2 separate regions of the Pan troglodytes genome follow, and region 1 is linked to region 2. Evidence: chromatin contacts called from public Hi-C data. All regions are on one chromosome and are shown on one strand. Each heading gives the region's core, a stretch centred on a gene start, on an enhancer-like site or on the middle of the called end of the contact. The rest is flanking DNA. Distances are from core to core; before and after follow the strand shown. Region 1 holds the start of AFG2A (AFG2 AAA ATPase homolog A). Region 2 has its middle 33 kb from the start of BBS12.

Evidence for each region. A called contact is a pair of places that touch in the nucleus more often than the background predicts.
Region 1: a contact with region 2 is called in a Hi-C map of a lymphoblastoid cell line, with 5 times the contacts expected there. The contact joins the promoter of AFG2A here to the enhancer-like site in region 2. A contact is called at or near these places in 6 of 7 Hi-C or Micro-C datasets (blood, induced pluripotent stem cells, a lymphoblastoid cell line and 2 more), 1 of 1 datasets of contacts at active chromatin or transcription factors (stem cell-derived excitatory neurons) and 1 of 1 other capture datasets (stem cell-derived neural stem cells).

Annotation. Positions count from the first base shown.
Region 1 is chr3:124,099,788-124,103,269 of NHGRI_mPanTro3-v2.0_pri, reverse strand. AFG2A (AFG2 AAA ATPase homolog A) reads right to left here and starts at 2,183. Exons shown (of 15, transcript XM_063809828.1): 1 at 1,416-2,183. The coding sequence starts at 1,575. It overlaps NUDT6 (nudix hydrolase 6), which reads left to right and starts at 2,113. Exons shown (of 7, transcript XM_517426.9): 1 at 2,113-2,383. The coding sequence starts at 2,146.
Region 2 is chr3:123,942,825-123,946,586 of NHGRI_mPanTro3-v2.0_pri, reverse strand. No RefSeq gene overlaps it. Among named protein-coding and RNA genes, the nearest start is that of BBS12, 33 kb to the right of the region's middle. Within about 2 kb of position 2,081, at least 1 of the 24 cell types and tissues checked has an H3K27ac peak or open chromatin away from gene starts, as enhancers often do. A contact at or near this core is called in a lymphoblastoid cell line, where this site is marked.

The sequences.
Region 1 (3,482 bases), core at 934-3,433, 160 kb before region 2:
AAATATAAATCTGACACTGAAGAGACTATAGATGGGAAACTCTGGGCACTGGATGAACTTGCCAAGGAGACAGGATTTATTGAGAAGAAAAAAAAGGTTTTGGACTAAGAATTGACGAACTTCAACATTTAATGGTCAAGGGAAGAGGACAAGCCTGCAAAGAAAAATGATGAAACATCAACAAAGATGAAGAAAACCAGGCAAGTTTGACAACACATAAGAAGTTAAGTGTTTCGAGAAGGAGGGAATGGTCAACAATACCAAAAGTTGCTGTGGTCAAGTAAGGTTTATCAACACGGAGATGCTCGGAGACCACACCAGGAACAGTTTCCATGGAATGATGGAGTGGAAGTCAAAGAGGAATAGGCTAGGGAGAGTATGTAAGTGGTGAGGCGGCAGAGACCACTCCATTTAAGAAGCTTGGCAATGGACAGAGAGACGGTTGCAGGAAGAAAATGTGGAGCTTTTGTTCTCATTTAAGATGGAAGAGAAATGAGCATGTTTACATGTCAATGGGAAGGATCTAGTTCAAAAACAAGTTGAACCTTCAGGACAGAACAAGTTGTCCTCTGATACCTAAGGCAGAGTGAAAATACCATGTGAACTCTAAATTGTCTTTAAGGTCTGATTAGACATAAAAATTTTTGCCACCAGTTTAGTCTGGTCCATTTTTCAAAGCTATTACACATCAAATATAAATTTTCAATTTATAATTCAATTTATAAGACTTTTAAGTATAAATACGTTCTCCCAAATCAAAGGAACTGTCACCTAGGAATGGCTTTTACGTCAAACACATCTGGACTCAAATATCGGCTCTGCCACTTAGCACCTGTGTAGCCTGAATGGAATCACGTTAACTTTCCTCCCTCTATAAAACTGTCATTACTATACCCATCGGTCACGGCTTCTGTAGAAATCAGATGAGCTATATATACTGCTAACACTAGTGTGCAGTTACTAGCAGTTATTAAATATCATAACCTGCGTAGTACTGGAAGAAAATGCTATCATCACTCCTAAAGGCAGAGTGATCCACATTTTTACTGAATTGGTTATTTAGTTTTTTAGGATAAGTATCCCATGTTCGCTAGTTATGAACAATTTTGCAATTAAATGTGTCGTTAATGTTAAATGAGACAAAGCGTTTCAAGTGCAACTTAAAAATTCAAAATAATTTACAAAAGAGAAACCTTGGACACGGATAAACCATTTCAGCCTAACTTCTCCAGTGCAGGCGCGGCTACGTTTGCATGCTTCTTACATACAGAAGTCTTACACGCTTCTGTGCCGCTCTCAGACCCATGCCACGCCCAACTTTCAAAAGTCTCTGCACCCCAAGTCAGTATCACTGAGTCTCCCGCCCCTCAGGTTGCGCCCCCTCGGCCTCTAGTCTCCCACCCGGAATTCTTTACCCTTTTCTAATAAGTTGGTCACCCTCAGAGTCCCGGAGGTTGCCGCGAAGTCTGATCCAGCAGAAGGAGCCCGTGCCTCCGCACAAGAGGAAGCAGCAGAGGGCAAGGGCGAACCATTTTCCGCGCTTTGGTTCAACCGCTTTCTGTTCTTGGAAGACATGGTCACAAGGTACCCTAGCCGAAGCAGTAGAAAAGCCGACTCAATGTGCGCGCTCCAACTGAGAGAAAAACTTCCGGGGCAGAAGTCAGCGAGGGTCCGCCCCTGCGCCGTAATCCCCTGAGTGGAGCGCAGCAGTGCACAGCGTGGTGGGAGGGACTGAGCGTTTTCAAAACCAGCAGTCTTTGAAACAGCTGTAACGGCATCTGTGAAAGAAGATAGGTTCCAGGAACGGAACTGCCACTTAGATTGTAAATTCCTGAAAAACAGGACGTTTTTGCATCTCCTCCCGGCTTCCCCATCCCTAAACCAACGTCTGTTGAATTAAACTACCAAACAAAATAAGTGGGTGGCGGTGGGGGAGGAGGTTTTCCCCGCTTAACTGGAGCGGGGCAAATTGCTGAGAAGGGCTGGTGGACCACTTCGCGGTCTCCTTGGCATAGCTCTGCAGAGTGGTAACCCCAGCTCAACTCTGAGGGTATTGATGGCACTCTTCTAAAATGTACGGCCGCGATCTCCGCTCTGGAGCGCGGAGGGGTCATTTGGGGAACGGACGAATTAAGCGGCGTGGAGATGCGGCAGCCACTGAGCTGGGGCCGCTGGCGCGCGGTGCTTGCCCGAACCTACGGCCCCGGGCCTTCGGCGGGTTACCGCTGGGCCTCGGGCGCACAGGGTTACGTGCGGAATCCGCCAGTTGGAGCTTGCGATCTGCAGGGCGAGCTGGACAGATTCGGGGGCATCTCGGTGCGCCTGGCGCGGCTCGATGCGCTGGACCGCCTGGACGCTGCCGCCTTCCAGAAGGGCTTGCAGGGCAAGTGCGCCTGGGACGAAGGGCTCCCGGGGCTCCAGAGCTTTTCTAATGAAATAACCGCGGCCCCCACTCCCTAGTCGCTCTGTGCACCACTGTCGAGCCCAGAGGGAAAGGGAGAAGGCACGCGTGACCTGGACCTGTTTTCTGGAGCATTCGTGCTTAGACCTTTTGCTGGGAGGTCTCTAAGGCGGTTGGGTGAAATGGTGAAGATCCGGACTTTGGGATCTGCAACCCTGGTTGCTGGTCCACTTTCTAGTGTGCGACATTCGGAAATTGCCGTAAACCACCATTTCCTCTTCCACAGACCCCGGTAATAAGAACTCCTGGAATTACTGAGAGTTAATTTGGATAATGCACATAAAGTGCACAGCACAGTGCCTGCCACGTATTTAAAGCTCAGTAGATGTTTGTTAATATTATATTATTACATTATTAGTATCCTTTACCGAGCCTTGGTTCTGTCGGACACTTTTCCCAAGGAAAAAAACTCTTACATTCTAATACGGGTGGTGGACTGAGTGGACCAAGAGGCTTTTCTTTTTTATTTTTAATTTTTGTGGGTCCATAGTAGGTGTGTATGTTTATGGGGTATATGAGCTATTTTGATAGAGGTATAAATGTGTAATAATTACATCAGGGTAAATGAGATACTCATCACCACGAGCATTCAACCATAATCCAGTTACTCTTAGTTATTTTTAAATGTACAGTTTTTTTGGTGGTGGTTGTTGTTTTTTTTGTTTGTTTGTTTTTTTTTGTTTTTTTTTTTTTTTTGAGACAGGGTATCATTCTGTCTCCCAGGCTAGAGTGCAGTGGTAGGATCAGGGTTCACTGCAGCCTCCAACCGCTGAGCTCAAGCAATCCTCCCACCTCAGCCTCCTGGGTAGCTAGGACTACAGGCGCGCATCTGGCTTTTTTCTATTTTTTCTAGAAACGGTGTCTCACTGTGTTGCCCAGGCTGGTCTCAGTCTCCCGGGCTCAACTGATTCTCCCGCCTTGGCCCCTCAAAGTGCTGGGATTACAGGCAGGAGCCACTGCACCCAGCTTGAATCTTTATTGAATATAGTCACCCTGTTGGGCTATCAAATACTAAACCAGA
Region 2 (3,762 bases), core at 832-3,331:
GACTGTCAGCATATTGACAGCAATTAAGAAAAATGTGGTGGCAATAAGAGAAAGACAGAAAAAATTAAATCGAGTTTAGGGAAATTCAGCTTGATGAATGGCTTACTAGATTACAATAGTTTGCTATAACTAAAAATATATGCATTACCTAAGTCTTCTTGGCAAGTATCTTCCTGGTAGGAGGAATCAAGGATCTCCGAGTTTTTGTTTTGTCTTATTTTTTATTTCCAGAATAAAAAGTAGATATAATTTAAATGTAGACTGGATTAGACCTCAAATAGTATCTGACCAATTACTACAAGATACTGTTCCAAAACAGAACTGATTTTACAGCAAGGCTATTTTTCAGAGAACTCTGAAGACAGAGATTCCATAGCCTTCTTTGGTAAACTGTTCCAATATTAAATGACCTCTACTGTCAAAAATTATCGTCATGTCTTAGGAGACTTGCTTTGATTATAGGTTAAGATAGAAATCTTAGTTAGTCTTTCCTGCATTCTCAGGAATGCAGGAAAATTGAGGAGCTTGAATATTTTTTAAGCTTCTCTCGATGACTCAGAGTCTTCCCAAAGCACAAATCATAAATATACAGCTCAAAAATGAATGCTCGCAAAGCAAGTTTGCCCCTGTAACTAACACCCAGGATAAGGAATAGGAACGCTGTCAGCATCCCAGAGCCTTCCTTGTTCTCCTGGCTATTCACGACTTCTACCCTCTTCCCCAAAGATAACCACTAAACTGAATTCTAACACTTTGGTTAAGACATGCTTGTTTTTGAAATTTGCAAACATGGTCATACAGCATGCTTACTATTTTTAATAACATTTTAAAATTAACATTATATATACTTTATATAACATAAAATTCACTACTTTAAAATGTATGCGTCGGCCAGGTACAGTGGCTCAAGCCTGTATTCCCAGCACTTTGGGAGGCTGAGGTGGATGAATCACTTGAGGTCAGGAGTTCAAGACCAGCCTGGCTAACATGGTGAAATCCTGTCTCTACTAAAAATACAAAAAGTAGCTGGGCATGATGGTGCACACCTGTAATCCCAGCTACTTGGGAGGCTGAGGCAGGAGAATTGCTTGAACCTGGGAGGCGGAGTACAAGCCTTAAGACTGCTGTTTGTTTTCTTTATCTCGGTGATCAGTGGCCGAGATCGCGCCACTGTACTCCAGCCTGGGCGACAGGGCGAGACTCAGTGTCAAAAAAAAAACAACAACAAAAAACAACAACAAAAAAAACCAAAGTACATGTCAGTGGTTTTTAGTAAATTTACTATGTTGTACAAACATCACCACTATCTAATTCCAGATATTTATAGGGTTTCTATGATCCCCAAATGAAACCCTGAATCTATTAGCAGTTAGTATGTTCTCTTTTGTGTCTCGCTTCTTTTGCTCAACCTTATGCTCGTGAGATCCATATGGTGTGTTCAGTAGCCAATGTGTTTTAAATAAAGCCTGAGGAGCAAAGTACAGGTTTTTCTGATTAATTTTGGTTCCAAACACAAGACTAGTGGTTTTTTACCCTGGCTACACCCTAGTACCAACCAGAGAGCGTTAAAACCCACTGGTGTGTAGGCCCCATCCAGTAAAAGAAATGAAAATCTGGGGTATAAAAGGGGTAGGCTGGGACATTAGTAGCTCTCCAGGTGATTCTATTGTGTAGCTGGGGTTAAGGATTACTACAAAAAACTTAACTGATGAGAAGGCTCTAATTAAAAAGACGGCTTTTAGGTCTGGAAATCTGCATTTTGACAAGTGGCCCATGTAATTCTTACAAGGCAGTTTTAGAAATACTACAGGAAGCCAATGATTATTTGTAGGAAAATAAATGACTTCAACAGAAGTTTCTATTGCTTTCAAACAAGAAAACACTAATGTTAGTTTAAAACATTTTGAATGCATTAACAAGAAACTATTTTAATACATGATTTAATTAAGTAGTGAGGGACAAATGTATTACATCTGTTTCACTTCTTTTAATTTGATGTTTAGCCCAAAGTGGAAACCTATCGGGAAGTGGCCTTTTCCACCTCCTGCACTGAGGTTAACACAGGAAACAAGTCTACTTTTTTTAGACACCAAACCAGGGCTCAACATTGTCAACAGGCCGGGAACTTCCCAATTTGCTTTCATTCATAGTAGACAGTGTACAAAGACTCTTCTTCACTTCACTAGATAAACATATTGGGAAATTTAAAAAATAAAACTGCCAGGAAAAATGGCAAAATAAATGGAAAAAGAAAAAAAATTCAGAAAAAGAAAAGAAACCTCAAAATAGTCTGAAATAGATTTCATTAAATATTATAGTATAAAAGTAACAACTTGACATAATGATAGATAAGAAGGTTTTGTTAGAGGCTAGAATTGGCAGTCTGCTCTTGGGATGTATTCCCATCATTTGTTCCTTTTGGAAATAACTTACATATGCCTGCGGTAAGGATTGTTCTTTCCTGTATAGAGTACTTTCTATATTCTCGGCTTTTAATAATGTATCTTTCGCTTTACTGAAGGGTATCTTCTGTTACTGATATGTTCTTTTGAACCATTACATGATTATAGATATGACCCAGTAATTTTTTGCCTTATTAGCTTACTACTCACAGAAAACTAGGTTCAATTATTTAGTACATTAATTGCAATACATTAGGTACTATTAGTCTGAACACACTAATGTGTTTTTAAAATAAATTTATAATTTTATTAGAATAGCTTTAGACTTATAGAAACATTGTGAAAATAGTCCAGAGAATTCCAATATACCCATGTACTTGGCTGCTTTGTGCTGCTCTAACAGAATACCAAAGACTAAGTAATTTATAAAGAACAGAAATTTATTCTTTCACAGCTATGGAGGCTGAGAAGTCCAAGATCAAGGTGTTGGCATCTGATGAGGGCTTTCTTGCTGTGTCCTCACATGAAGGAAGGCAGAAGGGCCAAAAAAGGGACAAACTCTTTGTCCTCATATGGCAGAAGAGAAGAGAGAACCCACTCCTGAAAGCCCTTTTTATAGCAGTATTAATCCATTCATGAGGGCTTTGCCCTCATGACCCAAACACCTCCCATTAGAGCCTACCTCCCAACCTCATTGCATTGGAGAATACAGTTCCAATACATGAATTTTAGGGGGCACATTTAGACCATAGCACCCCACATCTATTTTCCCTTATTAACATCTTACATTAGTATAGTATACTTGTCATAATTAATGAACCAGTATTGATACATAATTTTAACTAAAGTCCATACTTTATTCTGATTTTCTTAGTTATCACTTAATGTTCCTTTTCTGTTCCACAATCCTATCCAGGGCACCATATATATTACCTTTAGTCCTTCTATCTCCTTGTGCTTCTCTTGGCTGTGACCATTTCTCATAATTTCCTTGTTTTTGATGGCATTGACTGTTTTAAGCAGTATTGGCCAGGTATTTTTGAGAATGCCATACACGAATAAACTTTTAAAGATATCTAATATAGTCCTATATTCAGTTAGTGCACAGGAAAAATGTAACTTAAAATAAATCTAGTATGGGCTGGGTGCGATGGCTCATGCCTGTAATCCCAGCACTTTGGGAGGCCAAGGCGGGTGGATCACCTAAGGTCAGGAGTTCGAGACCAGCCTGGACAACATGGTGAAACCCCATCTCTACTAAAAATACAAAAAGTAGCCAGCCGTGGTGGCAGGCACCTGTAATCCCAGCTACTTGGGGGGCTGAGGCAGGAGAATCTCTTGAACCTGGGAGGCGGAGGTT